Regions from separate parts of the Mus musculus genome. Here regions 1, 3, 4, 5 and 6 are each linked to region 2. Evidence: chromatin contacts called from public Hi-C and HiChIP or PLAC-seq data. All regions are on one chromosome and are shown on one strand. The core of a region is the stretch at or near the end of the contact, and the rest is flanking DNA. Distances in the headings are between cores, read along the strand shown.

Region 1 (3,210 bases), core at 629-3,128, 460 kb before region 2:
GATGGACTCATGGGAGGTCAGCTCAGCTCCAGATAAGACATCCAGAGAGCGAAGAAGGACCTGCAGCTGTGTTACAGTGATTAGCCAGACTGGAGGCATAGGCAGAGCGAGGCTGAGTGGGGTCTAGTCAGCCAGCCACAGAGACAAATGGAGCAGGAGTTTGTAAGATGAGGAACAGGAGAGAAGGGAGGGAGACAAGGGTTGGAAGCTGTGATTTTAGCTGAGCACATCCCACATGAGATCTGCAACAGCCAGTATACAAGAACAAGGCAAACCTAGCATCTATACAAGCTTCCTAAATTCACAATGACTATCTCAGTCTTGCTGGACCTTGAACTGGTCAGTCATGGACTTATGCTGAGCTGCCTATTGTGTGAATAGTGTTCATTGTGAGTCCTTGGGACTCGTTCTCTGCTGGGTATCTGTACTTGGCTCCTGCAGGCAGGGAATGTCAGCAGGATCCGTGGAAATATCAGTTGCCTCTGAGGAAGAAGACTAAGATGTTGTGTTCTCTCGACTGCTTACTTAATTTTTGACACATGATCATTTCATGTAGCCTAGGCTAGTACTGAACCTGCTATGTCAAATAGGATGACATCATGCCTCCTGCTCGTGAGTGCTAAGATTATAGCCATGGCCTCCAGTTTAGAGCCAGTTGATAAAGTGCTTGGGGTTGGGCCCAAAGCAGCATGCATGGTAGACAAGCCGTCTGCTGACTGAGCTCCACTATAGTCTTCAAGTGTCTTACGTGAGATGAATTTCACATTCATACATCTGTATCAACCCCACAAGCCTTCATGTTGAGCTATTAACCAATTAAGGTTACTGTTGGTCTAATGGTCTACATGCACTATGAACCCTGGTCGATTGCATAGCATCTTGCTGCTTCCTGACCAGATATCTAAGAGTCCTGAGTCATATGTTCAGAAGGTCATTCTTTTCTTGGGCCAGTTGCCAACTTCCCATATCTTAGACAATTATGAAATGAAGAGAGTTTCTTCCCTTTTACTGAAAATATGTGTCGTGTCATTGGGACACCAGTGGTTATTTTTCAGACACACTGGCTGTCTAAATCCACATCGAGGAATGAAGGTGGAGCCAGCGACAGGAATGTCAGACTACAACAGAGCATGCAAACATAACATCGCCAGCAATCATCAAAGCCAGCCCAAGCCTCTGAAGCCTGCAGTGGAGACAAATGAGCTCATGTTGTGTGCACAACTAAAAGAAGATGCAGAGCTGGTTGGGAACAGGTGGGAGATGGGCAGCTGACAGATCCATCGTGAAGGATACAGAAAACAGGCAAGCAGGCTGGGCTCAAAAAGCTCATTATTCCTGAAAGGAGCCCTCTCAGCCCTGGGTATTTCAAAGCCTCATGGCAACATTGAACTTAAAGTTCCCAGAGGTGCCATGTGCTAAAGAATATTAATAAGCCAGCATTAGTTGGGCATTGCATTAATTACAAGAAGGTTCAATAATAGCTAAGCAGGGTTGGGATGGGGGAATCCAAATACTATTTTCTCTGACAATATCCTTACACTCAGTGTAACCGGCTTTCTGTCATAGTCAGAGAGTTGACATCATCTGGAGGATAATGAAGTGCATGGTCATCTACTTGCATAATTGATTTTCATTCGTTGGGGCATTTATACTACTGACTACTAATTGTTTGAAGATAGGCATGACATTCTCTTCTTTTTTTTTTCCTCTCATTCTTCAGGTAGTTGCTTAGGCCCATGGATATAAAACAAGGCATCTTCAAAGCAGAGCACTGAAAATAGCAGTAGGTGCCAAACTTTCAGAATATCCAAGGAGTGCTTGCTTCTGATCCTCTTTGTTACTAGGTTGCCATGGTGACGAGAGGGTTTGGACTCCAAGGAGACTGGTTAATAACCATGATGCCACTTCAAGCAAGGTCACTCCCTGATAGACACTGTTCATCCCCCAAACTCAGAGAGATCCCATAGTCTATACACTTCTGTTTTTCTTGTCTATTGTCTCAGCACTGGAGGGCAATGTACCAAGGTCACAACATCTGACACGGGTGACGTAGGAAGGCAGATGGGGCAACAGAGCTGTCTCAGGAATAGGGGCAGATTTCTACCCGCAGCTTTTCACAGCCATGGGGAGTGGGCTGGGGAGCCAGGAGATCTGCGTCCTGGGAGAGAAAGCGTGCTAAGAGTTTCAGAGGAGGACTTAAAGGCCTGTTTTGTTTTGTTTTCCTTTCCAGAATAAATCTTTCCCTGGGCAGCACAGATTATAAAGGGGCACAGCCACACTCTAACCCCAACCTGTCAGGCAAGCTCTGGCACAAATTTAATCTGCATGCTTTTCAAATTAGTTCCTGTCTTGAAGACCCTGCGCTCATTCACATCTCAGCATTCCCTCGGGAGTCTTTGCTGTCTCTTCACCTACAGGCTTCCATACAGACAATAATTGCTTCCCTAGCAAAGCCTCCTTCAAAGCGATGGAAAAGCTGCCAGCTAGCATCACCAGGAAGGAAGAAACCCCAGGGAGCAGACTGGGCTCCAGGACTCCTCTGTAGTGCCCATCCCCTTTGCTTGGAAGCAAACAAGCTCACTGTGAACCCTAGCCACACGGCTAGCTACAGGAAACTTTCAGCCTAAAGTCATAATTCTAACTTAAGGTTCTAAGGGCACAACAGATAAGGCACTTAGCAATCCCATGTCACCATCAAGCCCGAGTGAGGCCTTTCCTGGTGCCTCAATAGCACCCTGGCCACCTAAAAGTAATATCATTCACCCTATGTATAGCAGTGGCCTTCCGTGCCTGGCTCTGTGGGGCAGGTTGACTTCTGCTTTGTCGTGCACGTGTTGCACATGAATGTGTCCTTCCAGCTGTCTTCCCAACCTTAGTGTGGATGTAATAAATAAATATTTGTGTCAACATTCAGAACCATCTTGCAGCCTCAATTCTGCTACTCATTCATGTAACACACAGATATCTCAGGAAAGCATTCTCAGAATTGATTGATTGATTGATTGATTGATTGATTGAATTATCAGATCAGCTCTACTTGGAAGAAGTTCTGGTTAGTGGAGTTTTTTGCTCCTCAAGACTTAAGTGTGAATAACAGGCTCTTGAGTGGCTTAAAAGCATACTTAGGCTCTGAGCCTCAGGCTTCCTATAGATAAAATGTAATTTTGCCTATGGTTTAGATAAATAATTATATCTTACAATGTCTGGCAC
Region 2 (3,492 bases), core at 537-3,036:
CCGGGAAGTCCGTATCACCAACTAGGACGTACCTGTAGCCGGAGAAGGTGGAGGATGCAATGGGGCGTGCTGCGCGCACGAGCATCTCGGCCGCCTCAGCAGCCACCAGGTTTAGCGGGTTCCCGCATGCTGCGGCCCCTGCGTGCTCCCCTGGCTGTCCCGCGCTGTCCGCATCACCCCCACGGGGGGCGGCTATCCCAGCCGGAGGCTCTGCAGCAGGGCTCTAACCGGGGCGGAGGAGAGATGGAGAGGCAGGGTCAGCCCACCAGTGCTAAGGGAAGGTGGGGGGAGGGATGCAGTCTGCAGTGCTCACAGCCCCCTTATGCACCCTGGGGGCTCGACCAGAGAGGGAGCTGGAGCTTGGTGCCTATGACACCCTCGGTGCGGGTCTTCACTTCCTGTGGCTGATAACCAGAGCTCCTTTCAGGGACGCACCGGAGAGTGGAAGCCCCAGGTTGGCCACCCACGAGAAGCTTAGTGGGAACCTCCACCCTCACCCCCTACCACCACCTCGGCGCCCGGCTACTGGGAGTTGTGCGACCAGGAGCTGCTGAGCCTGGGGTGGGGGGTGGGGGGCAGGAAAGGAGGGGGCGCTGGCTGAGTTTGCTATGAGCCGGGAGGAGAAGAGGGGGAGGGAAGGACGCGGGCTCCCGCGGTCCCGGATCCCCGAGGGAGGTGTGATCACTCCCACGTAGCGACCCTCTTGTGCGTCCTGCCGCCCCCTCCTATCCATACCTTCCCCCCACCAGCTTCTCACAGGGCCCTCCCAGGCTCGGCGTCCCGCGCCAGCACTCACCGCAGCCTCTCTCCACATAGTTCTCAGCAGTGGCCACCCCTGGTCATCTCCAGGGCTGATTGCTGCCGCCGCGACTCTCAGAGCTCATCCGGCCCCATGCTCAGGCACAGCACCCCAGGAGCCTCTCTCCTAGAGCCCTGGCTCAGCTTTATGCTCCACTCCGGACAGCGGCTGCCAGGTCCTCTGAGCGCGCCTGGACACCCTCTCCGCAGTCCTGCTCCTGCTTGGCGTGCGTGAGTGTGTGAGTGTGTGTGTGTGAGTGAGTGTGGGAGCGCGCGCGCGCGTGTGGCCGGGGATCCCCGCGGTCCCTGGCGGAGAAGGGCGCAGGCAGAGGACCGCAGCTCCCTCCTGGCCCTTTCGCTGAAGGGCCAGCTCCGAGCTGGGCGTTCGGTTCCTCACTTGGTCAGCGGGAGCCCAGGAAAGAGCCTGGCCACCGCGGTTCACAACACTGGAGAAGCCAGGATCCTAGGGCACGCTTCTGCTGCGGTCGCCTAGGAGGATAGAGGAAAGCAGAGGCGCCCACCACAGCAACTTAGGACTTGTTCTCAGCCAGCGAGACGCAACGCAGCAACCCCCGCGCAATCCGACGTTGTTTGGAGCTCTGGTCCGCCTGCAGCCGCCCACCCCGGAGGCGGGCCAAGGCAGACCCCGCAGTCCCTAGGCGGCGACGCGGAGCGCGGCCACCCTCTTCTGGAGCGCACGGCGGCAGCGGAACAAGGCCGACCTAGGTGTCTGGCTGGTGACGGGGGGAGCTTGCGGTGGCGCGCAACCTTGGTGCTGAAACCACGCTCTCCGCCCGCTCCCGGGCGTCTGGTGCTGCTGAAGAATCAATTATTCAGATCTCTGCTACGGATTCCTCCTCCTCCAGTGCCTGGCGCTGGGTGCAGCAATCTCTGTTCCACGCAAGGCACGCCGACACGCACACACCCGCCCAGGATGCTTCTCTCAATGCCTCACCACCCTGATATGGGAACCCACTCTGATGTCAGAGAGCCGGGAGCTTAAAATCAGAAACATATATACTCTCTCCAAGCACAGACACGCGTGCGCGCGCGCATACACACACATACACACACAGACGCGCACCCACAGACACACATACACACTTGCTGCTTCCTTCTCTAAGTTGTTCGAGACAAAACGTAACCCTGTGGTTGCCTCTTCTAAGTCACCAGAACGGATAAGCCAAGAGCCTGGGGCTAACTGGCTGTGAAAACTGACTGGCTCCAATTCTAGCAGCTGGGCATGAGGCTCCTTGTTAGATGTCTACATTTGACCTTTGTACGGTCAGTCACTTGAATCCCAACACCTGTCTCTGCCTTTCTTCCCTTCCCTTGATGCCTCATGTCACCTGGATGTTTATGCTCCAAATGCATATGTTAAAATCCTAAGTATTAAGAGTACTGGCCTCCACAGTGATTAAGTCATAAGAATAGAATTGCATCCGGATCTTTATTTAAAAAAAAAAAAAAAAATCTCAGAGAGCTAGCCAGCTAGCCGGCTAGCCAGCTCCTAGCCCAGCCAGAAGCTGCCCCTAACAAACACAGAGCCTACTTCACCTTGTTCAGAGAACCAACTGTAAGAAACTTCTTGGACTCCTATACTGAGTAGTAGCTTTTGTTATTGCAGGTCTGCCAAACTCAGGAGTCACCCTCCTCCTTTAATGACTGATAATCTGAAAAAGCAGGCGAGCAACAGCAGTAAAAATAAATAAATAAATAAATAAATAAATAAATAAATAAATGCCATTTCTCAGGGTTATTTTGCAATAAAAAGACAATGGTCAAAGATTTAACAAAACCTGACACGTAGTAGGTACCCAAGAAAAAATGAGAGCCCTCTAAAGTAACTCATCCAGGGGGGATCGATATGGCTACAGAAAGGAGCCCCTGGTCCTGGAGACCCGTGGGTTTATTGTGGAGCTGATGTTGTGTGTGGAATACCCTGGGGTTTTACACAAAAGAAAACAAGGAAGCAGACAGAATCTGGACGGTAAAGGAAAAGGGGATGGGGGTGGGCAATGTGATACAACAGAGGCAGAAACTGGAGCAATGGTCCATTTACTGGGGCTGTGAATGGGCTGGACTGAGCCGGGCTAAGCTGGGCCTCTCTCTTGCATGGATATCATGCAAGACTCTGACCTGAGAACTTGAGAATGTTACACTGCCTTAGCTCAGATAAATGCACACCTGCAGCCCCAGCTACTAAGGAGGCTGTGCAGCCTAGGCAGAGCAAGCCCCATCTTTAAAAGCTATCTAGAGAACAAGCAAAGGCCTGAAACATAAATCATAAAGAATGAACACAGTGGGAAAACCAGGCCTAGTGGTGTGGCCAATGTGGCGACCGGGGTGGGGAAATCAAGTGCAGGGTACCCACGGGCAGCAGAGTGAGTTCAAGGCCAGCATGGGCAATTTATTGAGACCTTGCCTCAGAGTGAAAAGTGAAACCAAGGCTAAAGAGGGGGCTCCAGTGGCAGAAACTGTAATCTTGACTTCAAATGCCACATAGTAGCTGTGTTCCTTCTGTTGGCTGCACACAAATGCAACTCAGTGGTCACTGCATTGTTCACTGGCTTGTTCTCTAATGACAATGGATGGCTCAGAGTCTCACCCTTCTCTCTTCAAGTGCCTGGAGAAAAAACAAAAGCCTTTTTTATTCTCTTCTCTTCTTTTCTTTTCTTTCTTTCTTTTCTTTTT
Region 3 (3,329 bases), core at 361-2,860, 480 kb before region 2:
AGACTTTCCAGTCTAGAAACAATACAAAATGATAGTGGAAAATTCTGACTCTGGAATTAAACGTGATGGTACAGGCACTAGGAGACAGATACAGGAGGACCAGAGGTTTGACGTCATTCTCACCTAAAAAGTAGTTGGAGGTCTGCCTGGGATACCCGAGACCCTCTCTTAAAGCCCAAAATCAGGCTCCGGAGCCAGTGGAGCTTGGGCTCAAAGAGTCGGTGACTTTCTTTAAAAGTCATGGATGCCCTCCAACCTGCCCTCAGTTTCTGTTATCTGCCACAGCAGGAAGAGCATTTTAATGCCACTACATAGACTAAGTTAGGTTGGGGGATTAAAAGTCTTGCCCAAGCAGTGCCATGTTTGCTTTGCACCCAGTCAAGCTCTAGAATCCGTGTTCTAAAACACTGGGCATGGGGCACACATTGTGATCACAGTGCTGGGGAGGTGGAGTCAGGAAATCCCTGGGGCTTGCTGGTCAACCAGGGTAGCTTACTTGACAAACTCCTGGCCAGGGAGAGAACCAGTCTCAAACAAAAAGACAGACACCACTTGAGGAATGACATTGAGGTTGAGTTTTTACTGCCATATTCATGCGCATGCATGAATATGCACCCCCACACATGCACAAAAAACAATACCATACGGCAAAGGAGGCGTGGTGGTTGGAATAAGAAATGTGCTCCACAGGCTCGTGTATTTGTCCCTAGTTGCTTGGACTATTTGAGGAACTGTGGGAACTTTAGGAGGTGGAGCCTTGCTGCTGGAGGAAGTACATCACTGGGACAATCTTTGAGGTTTTGTAGTCTAGTTCTGCTTCCCGTTTCCTCTCTCCACTTTCTGTTTATGGACAAAGTATGACCAGCTAGCTTCCTGTTCTCATCTCTATGCCATACCGTCTCTATGGCGATGGGCTCTATTAATCTCGTGGAAATGTAACTAACACAGGAGGTCACATGGGGGTGCTTGCTAAGGAGCATTCACTAAGTGTGTCCTAGTAACCATGTAACATTGTCCTATTGTTAAGATATTTCAGGGGGTGGGATGCCTTTCAGTCACAGAACACTTGCTTTGCAAGCACAGAACATAGCTGTTCAATCCCCAGTACCATGAGAAAACAAAATGATACAACTGGGAGTGTTCACAGCAGCGTCGTACCACCCTCTCCCAGTATGTGTGACATTGTATGTTTTCTAAATGCTAATATCTAAATTAATACTCATTGAGATAGACTTTTTGGTGCTGAGTTTTATGAATGCACACACTTGCCGATCTGTGTCTCTACCACAGCAATCATTATCAGCAATTGATGTACAAAATGATATCATCACTTGTCCCCAAATTCACTCCTGCTATCTTTCTCCAGTCTCAGAAGTTGAGTGTTTAGTATTTTCACAAGGTGACTTGATGTTGTCGTCTACAAAGTTCATGTTCAAACACTGCAATTGAGTTACAAAAGCATCATCCACTTAATACGAGCTCTTACTGCTTCAGGTAAGTTTGGGGTTTTGTGTTGGGCCAGATTTGCATTTCCCATGGGCTGCGTGCAGCCCCCAGGCCACAGGCGTTGGACCTGACCTTTGCTCTCTGTCCCTTGTTAGAGGCACATACTTCTGTCTGCCATTGCCATGGCTTCAACTTCAGAGAAGACAGAATAAAGGAGTGATAGTGTGTGCTGTTCTGCAGATAGCTTGGTGAATTGAAAGGTTGATTTTCATTGCTGAGTCATATCCTGGTATGCATATAGCATAGAGTGCCTGCTCACTCAGTGAAGGACATCGAGGTCTTTGGTGTGAGGAAATATGAATGAGGCTGCTGTAAAACATGTATGTACCTATTTCATGTAAACTAATTCTTTTCTTGCTAAAGTGAGGCTCACAAATAAAAACTCCCTGTCTAACTATATACTATTTATATGCAAACTTATGTTGAAGTTTGTCAAAAATTGGCAAATTGGGCTAACGATAGCTCAGTTAATCCTATGTTGCCTTGTAATCACAAGAACTTGAGTTTGATCCCCAGAAATACACACACACACACACACACACACACACACACACACACACAAAGAGAGAGACAGAGACAGAGAAAGACAGAGACAGAGTCAAACTGAGAGAGACAGACAGACAGACAGACAGAGACAGAGACTTGAAGACAGAGAGATGGAAAGAGAGAGAGAGACAGGTGTACACATGTGACCCCAGCTCCAGTGAGGCAGGCAAAAGTGGACACTGGGACTCAATGCCCATCTAGCCTAACAAACTCAGAGTCCCAAGCCAGTGGGACACCCTGTCTCAAAAATCAACAAAACAAGTGAACAACTCCAGAGGAGTGACATCTGAGGTTGTCTTCTGATCTGTATGCATAGGCACACTCATGCGTGTACCTGCACACTCTCAGTGGCTGGATCACTCTTGTTTGTTCTGACAGTGTGTGGAAGCACTTACACAGGTTATCTTAGGCTTGCTGTGCCAGAGTGTGTGACCGAAACCTTAAGGAAGAAAGGTTTATCTGTGCTCATGGTCTCAGAGTGTCAGTCATCATAGCAGGGAAGGCCCAACAGAGCATGCAGCAGCAGGAGGGCAGGGTATAGTCCACTCACACAGATGGAGAGAAGGCTATAAATTTCTGATGGCCTGCCCCTACAGCGTGTCGTCCTATAGCTAAACTCTGCCCAGTGCCTGCCACCAGCTGGGGAACAAGAGTTCAAATCAAGACGCTATAGGGACATTTCAGATCCCAACTCTAACTGTTCTCATAGCTACCCTGTAGGCATGCAGCATAAGTTACCCGGCTTCCTCGGAGGCTGGCTGTGTTGAGTATCTTTGGGTCACTTCCCTTCCACAAACCCTGTGTAGAAAACACGCATTAAAGATTTTAAACTTTTTGATTTATTTTATTTTTGAGATTATAATTTAATTACATTTCTCCCTTCTCCTCCAAGCCTTTCTATGTACCCTTCTTATTTGCTTTCAAATTCATGGTCTCTTTTTAACTAATCATATATGCACATATATAATCTGTTTGGCTCTTATAATGCTGTACGCACGTTTTCCAGAGTGACCATTTGACACTAGATAACTCTCCATTGTACTCTTCCTGGGGGAGGCCTTCTCTCCTGTTCCCATCTTTCCCCAGTTGCCCACAGTTTTTGTGTAGGGTTGAGGCCTCATGGGCTTTGCTCTGTCCAGTTTGGCACGTCCATTCTTGATCTCCTAGCTCAGCCCATACTTTGGCAGACATGTTGGGGACAATTTATGTGTGTAGCTTCTGACGTTACTAGGAGGCATAATCTCACAGAAAACTCCAGATCCTTACAATTTTCCACC
Region 4 (3,582 bases), core at 767-3,266, 390 kb before region 2:
CCAGGGTGCTGGGGTCTGAAACAGGAACAAGCCTCCTCTATGATGAAAAAACAGAATAGGAACACAGGTCCCTTTCTCATCCACAGCCTCTCCTGTTGCTATGTTAGTCCCTAGAACACCTGCCACTCCATCAGTGAAAAAGGAAGGTAGACTGAGCCTGGGGTCTAACTCCTCTGTGTTCAAATTACACTCTCAACCACTTCCAGGCAAAACAACTTGCCTTCTAAGATATGAGAGGCTGGTGGGAGTTATAGCAGCTGTATATCACCAGACAGTTAAAGCTGAGACCCTAGGAAGCTTTCACAAAGGAGCCACCCTCAGATCTGCTGGTAGAAGCAGATAGTTTGAAACACCTTATTTAACCTGCTTGTTACTCTATTGTGAGGACTCAGCAGGCTGGTGCATATAAGGCTTAGATGAATGCGTGTCACACAGTGATACCTCCGTGACTGTTAGTTACTGTGAATCCACTAGATACTAAGGATCACAGTAACAGGTAAGCCCCTTCAGTGTGAAGGGTGCTCACATTCCCTGTACCTCCTGCCCTTCAGTCCTGACTCCATCCTTTTGCACATACACTCTTTAAATAGGCCACAGCTGTGGGTTGCTGTTGAGTCATCTGAAGACATGGGAACCTGTGTCAGGAAGGACTGCTGGCAGGGTAAGCCAGAGGAACACTGGTCACATCTCACAGGCAAGAGTGAATCAGCCCAGGGTCTACATAGGGAGCCAGGATGGGGTTGGGAATCCACACAGCCATTGCTCATTTGGACAAAGCAAGCCTGGGCTAAAAATTACATAAATTAGCCACTCAGCGAACCTTTCTCCAGTCCCTCCTCTCTGCCGCTCCCTCTCCTTGATCTGTCTTCTCCTTTCCATCTCATTTTCCATTCCTTTCCCCTGCCCACTCTCTTCTGACCTCACAGTCTCCCTCCCCTTTCTTTTTGCCCATCATGAACCTGTGCTTTCTCCCCTACCCACTCATCTGGCCTCGGTTTGTCCTCTTTTGGGCCTCCCTTTAACAGTTCTGGTTTTTCTATAGTTTCTGATAGACTCAGCTTTTGGTTTCCTGGACTCTCCCGTAAGTCACTTCAGTATGGAGAAGAGGTTCTAGCACCCTCTGCACTGCCTCACCCTCTGTCCATCACTCCGTGCTTCCTTTGCACATATCTTTAAGTGGGATGAGACTCTAGATAACCCAGGCCAGGGTGCATGGAACTTCATCTGCAAAAGGCTAAAGAATAAATCTGTAGGGTCTGGAGTTTCCATTGAAGTCTCCCGGTCTTGTTCCTGTAGTGTGAGGAATGCTGTGGCTAAGACCTGATGCTCAGATGGACTTGTCATTCAATAGATCTCCATTTTTATAAAGTGGCAGGACTTGGCCATGGACACTTCCTAACCTGATCAGAGCCCAGAAGAGGCACAAGTTCCCGCATTATGTTCTGATTGTACAAATCAAAGTCTCCCTGCCTCTCTCCTCTAAGGCTCCTAATTAAGGAGATTGTGTGGGTTCTATTACCCAGAACCCAGCCTTGATCTTGTGAACACAGAAGGACACACAAGTTCTGACTTACATAGCTACCAATTAGGTTGGAACTGTCAAATCCCTGTCCAAAGTAGAGAATTTGGAAAGTAAGTCTTGGTTGATACAATAGATGAGACACACACATATGTGCCTGCACACACGCAGGAATTATGAAGAAAACATGAGTGCATCTTTATTCTTAGGGACTGCAGGAATGAATTCAGCAGAGAATATAGTGGGAGTTAGACCCAGCTTAGCAGAAAGTTTGTCTGAACTGAAACTGTGGATATCACTCCCAGTTCTTACTCTGATGATGCCCCCATCAGTGAACAGAACCATACGTCAGAGAGGCAAAAACAGAAATGGAAGGGAGATGAATAGGATTGATACATAATAGTGAAAGAAGAAGAAAGGGGCAGGAGAAGGTAGGCTCCTGTGTGTGCTTGAAGACTCAGTGTGGGCCTGCCTGTTGCCCCATTAGTGACACCTTGCCAGAGAAGATCCAGATGGACCCTCTGTCCACGTGCCTCTTCCATCTGTTCCCACTATGCAGTGGGGCAGGAAGGGGCTGAAGAACAACGCACTGCTTTCTACTGCTGGTTTTAGGATTCTAACTGGGCTGCTGGCTGTCTCAAACTGCAGTGCCAAACATGCTCCTTGCTTGTGTCACAGACATCAACTCTTCCTCCGAAGTAACAAGGCAAGGGATCGCTACATGGCTTCTTTTCCCTGTGTTTTGTTTGGCCTACATGGCAGGAAATTCTCCATTTAGTCTAAAATCTGCCACTCCATCACGTAATGTCCCCATCAAGTTACACCTTGCCTTTCTTGGCTTCAGGGCCCCAGGCATGACAACAATTGACAAGCCATTTCAGTTCCAAAAGCCAGGCAATTCTTTGACTTGCTAATTTTGTGCATCAAGAGAATCGCATTGAAAGGATGAAATAAACCAGGGATATTTGACATCATTGTGCACAGATTAAACAAAGAAAGAGTGTTCCTCTCTTACAGTGAATGTAGGAGTTCCAGAAGACCGTGACATTGGACCATGGTCTATGATTATTTCCCCATATCTCTCCCCTTACAGGTACTGGTTATGTCTGAATAAAAGATTTTCTTAAGCTTAGGGGCTTGAAACTTGGTCCCTGGCTGCTGGCTTCATAGTGGACAGTCTTAGATCCTTTAGGAGGTGAGGCCTAGGTAAAGGAAGTAGGTTAGTTTAACATTTAAGAAATTTAAAACAATTCTGATTTAAAGATAAGAAAGCAGGGACTCCAAGACTTTAGTTTGCTCCCGGTTGCATGGCTCGGAGAGTTTCAGCCAAGCTCAGCATCTGCCTTCAGTTTTTTCTGCTTCCCAGGAGACTAAGAGGAGAACAAGCTGCCTCACTCCATGGAGCTTCCTGCCACCAAGCTGCCCTACCCTGACGGCCCATCTCTTCTCAAACCATAAGCCAAAATAAAAGTCTTTCTTCCATGACATAGTTTGTTGTCAGATATTGGTCGTAAGAACTATGAATAATATGGGCATCTAATTTCTTTCCTTGATAAAAGAACTTTGATCAGAGAAGAGAAACACACATCCACAATACTGCCAATTCACCGAATGGAGTTAAATTAAGTGCCTGATGTGCAGAGGTCATCTGTGAGTTTAGGAGGAGGAAAGGAAGCATAAAAACCATGGGCATAAATGATTTCTACCCTCAAGGGACCCAGAATCAGATGTCTTCAAAGGGCCAGAGAACACAAAGAGGTTCTGGATAAGAACACATCAAGTATACACCAGGCATCAAGCTAGTTTTGCTGAGATTATCCTGTGTGTATGAATGCATGTGTGCGAGTTATGGATGTGCAAGTGCAGGTGTGTGCATCTATACATGCATGCATGTGTATACATGTGACTGATGCCCCTATGTCTAGGCTTCACCCCAGCACTTGGGTTACAAGCCGTTTCTGTGGGTGATGCGTTATAGCCCAGGACCTCATGCTTGCACAGCAGGTGCTCTTACTACTGCCTCATGACCCGCCCCTACTTCTTAAAGTGTAGGCATTTATTGC
Region 5 (3,305 bases), core at 297-2,796, 320 kb before region 2:
AAGACAAGCCCGTGACCAACTGAATCACCCTTATAAGCCTGAACAAGTTTCTTAATATGCCTATAATTAGTATTAGTTTCCCATGACAAAAACATACCCTGTCCATATGGACACTGGAATTAAACAAATGCATACATGACACATCTCCAGGCATGTAAGTGTTCAGATTTACTATGCGACCATGGCAATGGATATGTATGAGACTGTGACTGGATTATAGACACTGTTGCATGAGCTTTTAGGTAGGAGTGAACACATGTAGCCAGGAGCATCCCTGAAACTCACTTGATCTTGACAAACTTCCGACAGGGTACCGTGTTCCTGACGCAGGTCTCAGTCAGTGGGTCTATGTCTTCTACGATGACGAAGGGGGCTTCCTCCAAGGTGACAATGCTGAGGTGGTTGTCATCTGGCTCACAGTCAGAAAAGGACTTATACCTTGGCCACACAGCATGCCGCAGGCTCAGAGTCTGATTCTCCCACTTGCCCACCTGCATCACAAACACAAAGACACACTGGGTGCATACATCACTGGCTTATAGAAAGGCAAAGGAAGGTCTTTCTCACAGGAGACAGGGGAGGTAACAAATGGTGAGGACCTGGATGTTGGATAGATATCCACCCCCCCACCAGATCCTTCTAGAGGTGAATGGTATGTGCATATCTGATAGTGATGACTAACGTGTACTTCTGGAGGCTCCCCAGAAAGACTCAATGCTCTGGCAAAGGTCAGTCCATGGGTGTCATGGAAACAGCATGGACTGTGATGGTCACAGAGCTGTAGGTCTGAATAAGCATCTCTCCCTTTGCAGTCGTGCAAGCCCTTCATCACAGGAGCATCTGCTTCCTCGTCTGTCCCATGATGCAATTCCACCTAGCTTCCTATGATGTTCGGAGAATCAGGCAGAGCATACATAGCAGAGCAAGTACCGGGCATATAAGAAGGACCTTGGGCTTCTACTTCAATCACAGAGAAGGGGAAAGAAAGACGGAGGCAGCAAACCGTGCTGGGAAAAGGAATGGAAGAAAAGAGTAACAAGAAATGGATGAGCAAAATGCAGGACTGAGCAGGGAGAAAACCGAAGGGGCCAGAGCCAGTGATGGAATTAGAAGCACCATCTCAAGCCCTGATATGGTCCCATTTAAGTTGCAAATGAAGGTGAACTTTCATTAATCCACAGAGCGGAGACTATTACTGCTTAGCACGCATCAAGACCTGTCAAAATAGAATCGATTGTACTCCCTTTGAGCAGCAGCCAGCATCTCGGTGAAATCAAATTGAAGGCTGTGTGTTTTGAACTTTAATTTTATTTGACAGTTTATTGGCACTGTTCACATACTCGCCGGGAGGAAGCTGCCCCCACGCCTTGCTCTCTCCTTCCTCCTCCTGAGCAGCTGCCTACACCACAGGTCAGAGCTTTATTTGTGGTAGCAACCTCAAGGAAAATACCTCACTGGAGCCAGCTAAGTGAGGAGCACAGGCTTGTCTGTGTTGATGTGACCCGCTCACCTCTCCTCCAGTGACGTGAGTGTCACCAGAAATGAATCCAGACACACTGAGCACCAGAAGGTGATAAGGGTGAGGAAGAGAAGAAGAATTTCTGCTCTCTGAGATTACCTCATCATTTGCACTGGAAAATTTTTGCTGGCTGTAAAGAAACATCCCATGTGGCTAATTACAAAATTGTCTAGCTTTGGTGATAGCGTTCTTTTTTAGACACAGAGGTTGGCAGACTAATTTGGTGAAGCAAACATGCTCATCTAGCCCCGATGTTTGATATAAGCTAGGAAAATGCAGAGTCCGTGGAATTCTTTCTTCATTCAGCATTGATTTATTGAATACCTACTATGTGCTGGTATTAGCTTAAGGGTAATGATGAATCAAACAGAATGGTTCCTGCCTTTGTGGTGCTATCAGTGAGTTGAGGGACAGTGATCAAAATAATAATACCAATTATATAAATAGATTGCAAAATCTTGCTGTGGGAGAGATGGCACAGCTGGTGAGTGCTTGTAACACAAGCATGGGGACATGAGCTCAGTCCCAAGAATTCATGTGACAAAGTAGGGCATGGTGGCACCATGTAATTCCACTGCTGCTGAGAAAGGGGCATGTCCCTGGGTCCTCCTGGCCAGCCAATCTAATCAGTGAATTCCAAGCCACCATGAGATGCTCTTGAAGACAAAATAAAAAACAAAAACCCCACGTTCACCTCTCCTCCCAAACAAATAGTCAGCATCCTAGCATCCTGAGAAACAATGCCCAAGGCCTGAGTTTTACCTCTAGCTCTCTCTCTTTCTCTCTCTCTCTCTCTCTCTCTCTCTCTCTCTTTCTCTCTTTCACGCACGCACACACACACACACACACACCCCACATATGCATACACATGCATACGTGCATACATAAACACATTTTTAATGTGCATTTCCATTCCTTTCCTTTGGTCTGGACCTTCAAGAGAGGCTAGGTGGTTGAGTGGATAGGACAAAAGCTCTGACAGTTAAGGCCTTTTGTGTGTTCTTGCCAGCTTTACCTTTTAAGCTGAGTAACTTTGGGAAAGTAACTTAACCTCTCTGGGCTTCACTTTTTTTGTTTGCAGAAGTTCAGAGAACAACCAGAAATCTCATTGAAGACTGCAGTGAGGTCTAAATGAGACAAAAATGTAGACAATGCATCCATGGAGCATAAAAGCATGAACATCTACAGCAGATGCTCATTCTGTGGTTAGCATGTACAACAGAGCTCCAACATCACCTCATTTGAAAAGCCATCCTTGCTGTCCCCACAGACAGTTCACCCTGTGCCTGTCTCCACTCTGGCATTCCATATTATTGGTACATCTGCATAGCTGGGGAACACCGTCACTTAGTCTGTGTGCCCTCTCTAGACCCATATCCTTCATGATATACATTATAGTGCCAACTTCATAGTTCAACACAGAGGCTGTGCAACTATCCCATCTCACCCAGTAAAACTAACTATTGCTCGTAGCTCTATGAGACACAAACTTGCTGTCTCACCACATTCTCTCTGGGTGCTTCTATTCATTCATCCTCGACAGCCAAATGATAGCATCAATTCCCATCCTGACTTCCAGACACAGCTTCCTAACTCCCAATACACATAATATGAATATGGATCTGAGCTAAGCCAATGAGAGGCATCCATGGAGATTGTGCTCAGCCTATTAGCATACAGCTGTCATGACCTTTGGAACAAGCTGTGAGAGAATGACTGCTGAGCTAGATAATGGAAAGATCAGAACCATAAAATGAAGGCATCCTTTATATTTGTGTTTGTGCAT
Region 6 (3,242 bases), core at 226-2,725, 370 kb before region 2:
GACACACCCGAAGAATACAGAATCTGGGCTTGGACAATGGCCCAGTCAGTAAAATGTATGATTTGTAAGCAAGAGGACCTGAGTCCATCCTCAGAACCCAGGGCCATTATAATCTCAGTTCTGAAGAGTCAGAGATGGGCAGACAGACAGTCTACCTGACTTTGTGAGTTCTAAGCTGGTGAGCGATCCTGTCTCAAAAAACACAGTGGGCAGGGCTCCTAGGAAGAATGCACTCATGCACACACATGATTAAAAATAAGAATACAGAATCTTCCAGGGAGTTCTTAATTCTTTGTGTTTCTCAAGAGAAACCATCTGTGAATAGTTCTACAGTTAAGGAATCTAGTTTCATCTGGGGGCTTCATTTGTCTTTTCCATCTCAATGGAAGGAGAGCTATTCTTTTAAAAATAGCAATGAAAATTTCAAACAAGGGAAGAGATGTGTTGAAATGAAAACCTCTACAAACTTTGTACCAGCTTTATATAACAATGGGCAATTAGAGCCAGCCAGGCTGTGCGTTGTCAAAGAGATGGCCACCGTTGTTACTGTATTTAAGTTGTGACTCAAAGCATTTGGCTCTGGAGTAGGACTTATTCTAGATACTGTGCTCCATCACTCTCTGCCTGTGTCTTCTATTTCAGAATAGAAGATGGCAATGTCATGGTCACATAGCCCTAACACAGGGTGTAAATAAAATTGTGCTGACCAAGCCCTCCCCATACCCAAACAGGACCTATGCAAGGTCAATGCCCAATAAATGTTACCCATCGGTAAGAAATACCTCACTTAGTTCCCAAAACAATTCAAAATGTAATAAAATGAGCTTCAAATGGGTAAAACAATTTGAGTTAAGTACATTCGGATGTGAAACAGCATTAAAGGCTTCAGGGAAAGCCAGGAAACCGAGATCCACATCACACACTCTCATAATTGCTGAAGGAGAATCACAAATTGAACTATGAATTTTCAAGTCATAGTCCAAGCGTAAAGCCAACCATTACTAGTTGTGAGACACACATTGTCCACAGGCAAAAGTTTGACTTAGATGTTAATGGTACAGAGCCTGAGAGATGAGACAAAACGACAAGCTCAGCAGAATGCCTTGCAAGAAGGTTGTCAGCAAGCTTCTGGATGTATCTAATTCACGTGTGTGTGTGTGTGTGTGTGTGTGTGTGTGTGTGTGTGTGTGTGTGTGTGTACGTACATGCGCATGCAGATATACATGAAGCCAGAGGACAGCCTCAGAAACTTCACCCACCTCCTCTGGTCTAGGGCTCATCGGACTTGGGACGGTTAGCTAGGCTGCCCAGCCAGTGAGCCCAAGGACTCTCCTATCTCGACCTCCCCAGTGCACATGGCTACATTCAGCTTTCTATGTGAGTTCTGGAGATGAGCTCAGGTTCTTGTGCTTACAGGGCAAGCTCTGAACTGACTGACCTGTCTCCTCATGGATGTAATTCCATTTCATCACCTTTCTTCCTCTTCTCGTCCCTCAGTCTCCATCTCTGCGTTTACAGAACCGTGAATACACTTCATTCAATGTCTCCCCCTCCTCCAGTTTTCCTATTTTTAAACACTTTTTTTTATGGAGGACCTTGAAAATTTTTTAATATTCTTTTTGATGGAGTTTAACAGGAAGTCATTCCAAGGACAAAAAGAAGAAAGATGTCTCTGCTTTCTTGAGTTTTTATTAAGGGGAAAAAAAAAACCCTAACCGTATGATGTGGTAGCAATTATTTTTGAGCTGTATTTGCAGCGTGGGGGTGGATCTCAGAAACCAGGTCATTGTCGATCTGCTTTTCTCTCGAGATGATGCGATCCCATTTAGAACAGCTCGCTGAGCGCTGATGTCTACGCCCGCTTTCGAACTCAGCAGCTGAAAATGAACCATGCATGCTTGATTCTGTCTGACTGATAAAATATAGCAAATAAGCCCCACTCAGATGGTATCCTTGAAAGAACTTGCTTGGCATAGCAACCATCCTGACTTACCCCACATCTACCTTTCTCTCTGCTGTTTCTGCATTGCTGGGCCAGTTTCTTTTGAGAGAAAAAATAAGGATACTGTGTTGTATCAACTCTAAGGTCATCTCACAGTATGTTACATAAGATGTGCATATTATATAGGACCATACAACTCCACTTTCTAATCCTGCCTTGAACACTATTCCTATCCATCTAACTCTCTAGCCAGCATTGCCAAGTGGGGGGCAAAACTGAGCCCTATGCTTGGAAGTTCTACCATACAGTGATTTTGCTAAATAGCTTGTTGTGCCATCTGTTCATCTTGCTGATCTTCATGTTCTTCATCTTTGGAAGTGAATAAAATGGTACCTAGCTTAAAGAGTGTTGAGGACTGAGTAAGAATATGTATTCCATTCACTCAGGGCACAGCTCATGAAACAGAACATCTAGGTAGGATGCATATGGCATGAGGTAATGGCCAAAGGTCCTTCTAGTTCAATGTATCCAGACATAAAATAACATTCTCCTACATCTCCATCACCCTGTACTCACTTCCTGAATCTCTCCTGCTCTTCCTCATCCTATCTCCCTGAGAATAGTGATAACTCCATCTCTTGATATTTAAGAGATTAACATCTAAAAGCCCAAGGACCATGGATATTGGAATCACTAACCCAGTTTCTGGTTAACATATGCTGCCCTGAATGCCATGGACTTTGAAAACCTGTGCCAAAGACTAAATGATCAGTGTTTGCTTTGCTGTGAAGATGTTTCTTCCCCAGGGATGTGGAATCATAGTTCTGTTTTTTTTTAATCATGAAGAATAAGGATTAGAGATATGTCTCAGTATGTTCTGAACAAGTGAAGGACCTGAGTTCAATTGCCAGCACTCAAGTAAAAAGTTGAGTGTGGTGGTGCATCTTCTTAACCCCAGTGTGGAGAAGGCAGAAACAGGAGAATCTTTGGGGCTGTCCAGCCAGCCAGCCTACCTGAACCAGCTAAGACCCAAGTCAAAGTGAGAGACCACATCTCAAAACCTAGGTGAGAAGGAATGATGCCCGAGGATGTCCTGAGGCTTCCACATGGACTCATGTACACATGTGCATTGCACACCCACAAACATGAACACACACCTAGACACACAATCACACAGACTAGCAACCTGAGCTTTGTAGAAACATAAGTTCAGGTAAAAACATGGACTTAGTGCTTAAAAATTGTGTATCAGCAATATCACCAACATAAGGGAGATGTAAAATGCAGCTCACAAAATAGA

Evidence for each region. Hi-C and Micro-C count contacts between places; a contact is called where the count stands out from the background. HiChIP or PLAC-seq counts read pairs in DNA pulled down with a chosen protein or histone mark.
Region 1: an H3K4me3 HiChIP or PLAC-seq map of neural progenitor cells shows a contact between it and region 2, with 12 times the contacts expected there. The contact joins the enhancer-like site here to the promoter of Grin2a in region 2. A contact is called at or near these places in 6 of 39 promoter capture datasets (embryonic stem cells, hippocampal neurons, liver and 2 more), 6 of 484 Hi-C or Micro-C datasets (embryonic stem cells and myocytes), 7 of 115 datasets of contacts at active chromatin or transcription factors (VIP interneurons, embryonic stem cells, forebrain and 2 more) and 1 of 9 other capture datasets (adipose tissue).
Region 3: an H3K4me3 HiChIP or PLAC-seq map of stem cell-derived neural progenitor cells shows a contact between it and region 2, with 14 read pairs. The contact joins the enhancer-like site here to the promoter of Grin2a in region 2. A contact is called at or near these places in 4 of 39 promoter capture datasets (embryonic stem cells, liver, second pharyngeal arch cranial neural crest and 1 more), 5 of 484 Hi-C or Micro-C datasets (embryonic stem cells and myocytes), 7 of 115 datasets of contacts at active chromatin or transcription factors (VIP interneurons, embryonic forebrain, embryonic stem cells and 2 more) and 1 of 9 other capture datasets (adipose tissue).
Region 4: a Hi-C map of cerebellar granule neurons shows a contact between it and region 2, with 2.4 times the contacts expected there. The contact joins the enhancer-like site here to the promoter of Grin2a in region 2. A contact is called at or near these places in 4 of 39 promoter capture datasets (embryonic stem cells, hippocampal neurons, second pharyngeal arch cranial neural crest and 1 more), 5 of 484 Hi-C or Micro-C datasets (cerebellar granule neurons, cerebral cortex, embryonic fibroblasts and 1 more), 2 of 115 datasets of contacts at active chromatin or transcription factors (embryonic stem cells and forebrain) and 2 of 9 other capture datasets (adipose tissue and liver).
Region 5: a contact with region 2 is called in an H3K4me3 HiChIP or PLAC-seq map of forebrain, with 5 times the contacts expected there. The contact joins the enhancer-like site here to the promoter of Grin2a in region 2. A contact is called at or near these places in 7 of 484 Hi-C or Micro-C datasets (cerebellar granule neurons, cerebral cortex, cortical neurons and 2 more), 3 of 115 datasets of contacts at active chromatin or transcription factors (embryonic forebrain, embryonic stem cells and forebrain) and 3 of 9 other capture datasets (adipose tissue, embryonic stem cells and liver).
Region 6: a contact with region 2 is called in a Hi-C map of cerebral cortex, with 6 times the contacts expected there. The contact joins the enhancer-like site here to the promoter of Grin2a in region 2. A contact is called at or near these places in 1 of 39 promoter capture datasets (embryonic stem cells), 1 of 484 Hi-C or Micro-C datasets (cerebral cortex), 3 of 115 datasets of contacts at active chromatin or transcription factors (embryonic forebrain, embryonic stem cells and forebrain) and 1 of 9 other capture datasets (liver).

What each region holds. Positions count from the first base shown.
Region 1 is chr16:9,531,788-9,534,997 of GRCm38.p6, forward strand. No RefSeq gene overlaps it. Among named protein-coding and RNA genes, the nearest start is that of Gm41418, 250 kb to the left of the region's middle. Within about 2 kb of position 1,879, at least 12 of the 459 cell types and tissues checked have an H3K27ac peak or open chromatin away from gene starts, as enhancers often do. A contact at or near this core is called in neural progenitor cells and stem cell-derived neural progenitor cells, where this site is marked.
Region 2 is chr16:9,994,027-9,997,518 of GRCm38.p6, forward strand. It overlaps Grin2a (glutamate receptor, ionotropic, NMDA2A (epsilon 1)), which reads right to left and starts at 1,787. Exons shown (of 14, transcript NM_008170.4): 1 at 797-1,787; 2 at 33-223. Gm30668 (a long non-coding RNA gene) reads right to left here. Exons shown (of 3, transcript XR_384651.2): 3 at 3,183-3,424.
Region 3 is chr16:9,515,076-9,518,404 of GRCm38.p6, forward strand. No RefSeq gene overlaps it. Among named protein-coding and RNA genes, the nearest start is that of Gm41418, 240 kb to the left of the region's middle. Within about 2 kb of position 1,611, at least 7 of the 459 cell types and tissues checked have an H3K27ac peak or open chromatin away from gene starts, as enhancers often do. A contact at or near this core is called in stem cell-derived neural progenitor cells, where this site is marked.
Region 4 is chr16:9,602,130-9,605,711 of GRCm38.p6, forward strand. All of the region lies in intron 12 of Grin2a (glutamate receptor, ionotropic, NMDA2A (epsilon 1)), which reads right to left. Among named protein-coding and RNA genes, the nearest start is that of Gm41418, 320 kb to the left of the region's middle. Within about 2 kb of position 2,017, at least 3 of the 459 cell types and tissues checked have an H3K27ac peak or open chromatin away from gene starts, as enhancers often do. A contact at or near this core is called in cerebellar granule neurons, where this site is marked.
Region 5 is chr16:9,669,420-9,672,724 of GRCm38.p6, forward strand. Grin2a (glutamate receptor, ionotropic, NMDA2A (epsilon 1)) reads right to left here. Exons shown (of 14, transcript NM_008170.4): 6 at 286-491. Among named protein-coding and RNA genes, the nearest start is that of Grin2a, 320 kb to the right of the region's middle. Within about 2 kb of position 1,547, at least 22 of the 459 cell types and tissues checked have an H3K27ac peak or open chromatin away from gene starts, as enhancers often do. A contact at or near this core is called in cortical neurons and forebrain, where this site is marked.
Region 6 is chr16:9,624,011-9,627,252 of GRCm38.p6, forward strand. The region is part of intron 11 of Grin2a (glutamate receptor, ionotropic, NMDA2A (epsilon 1)); the gene reads right to left. Among named protein-coding and RNA genes, the nearest start is that of Gm41418, 350 kb to the left of the region's middle. Within about 2 kb of position 1,476, at least 11 of the 459 cell types and tissues checked have an H3K27ac peak or open chromatin away from gene starts, as enhancers often do. A contact at or near this core is called in cerebral cortex, where this site is marked.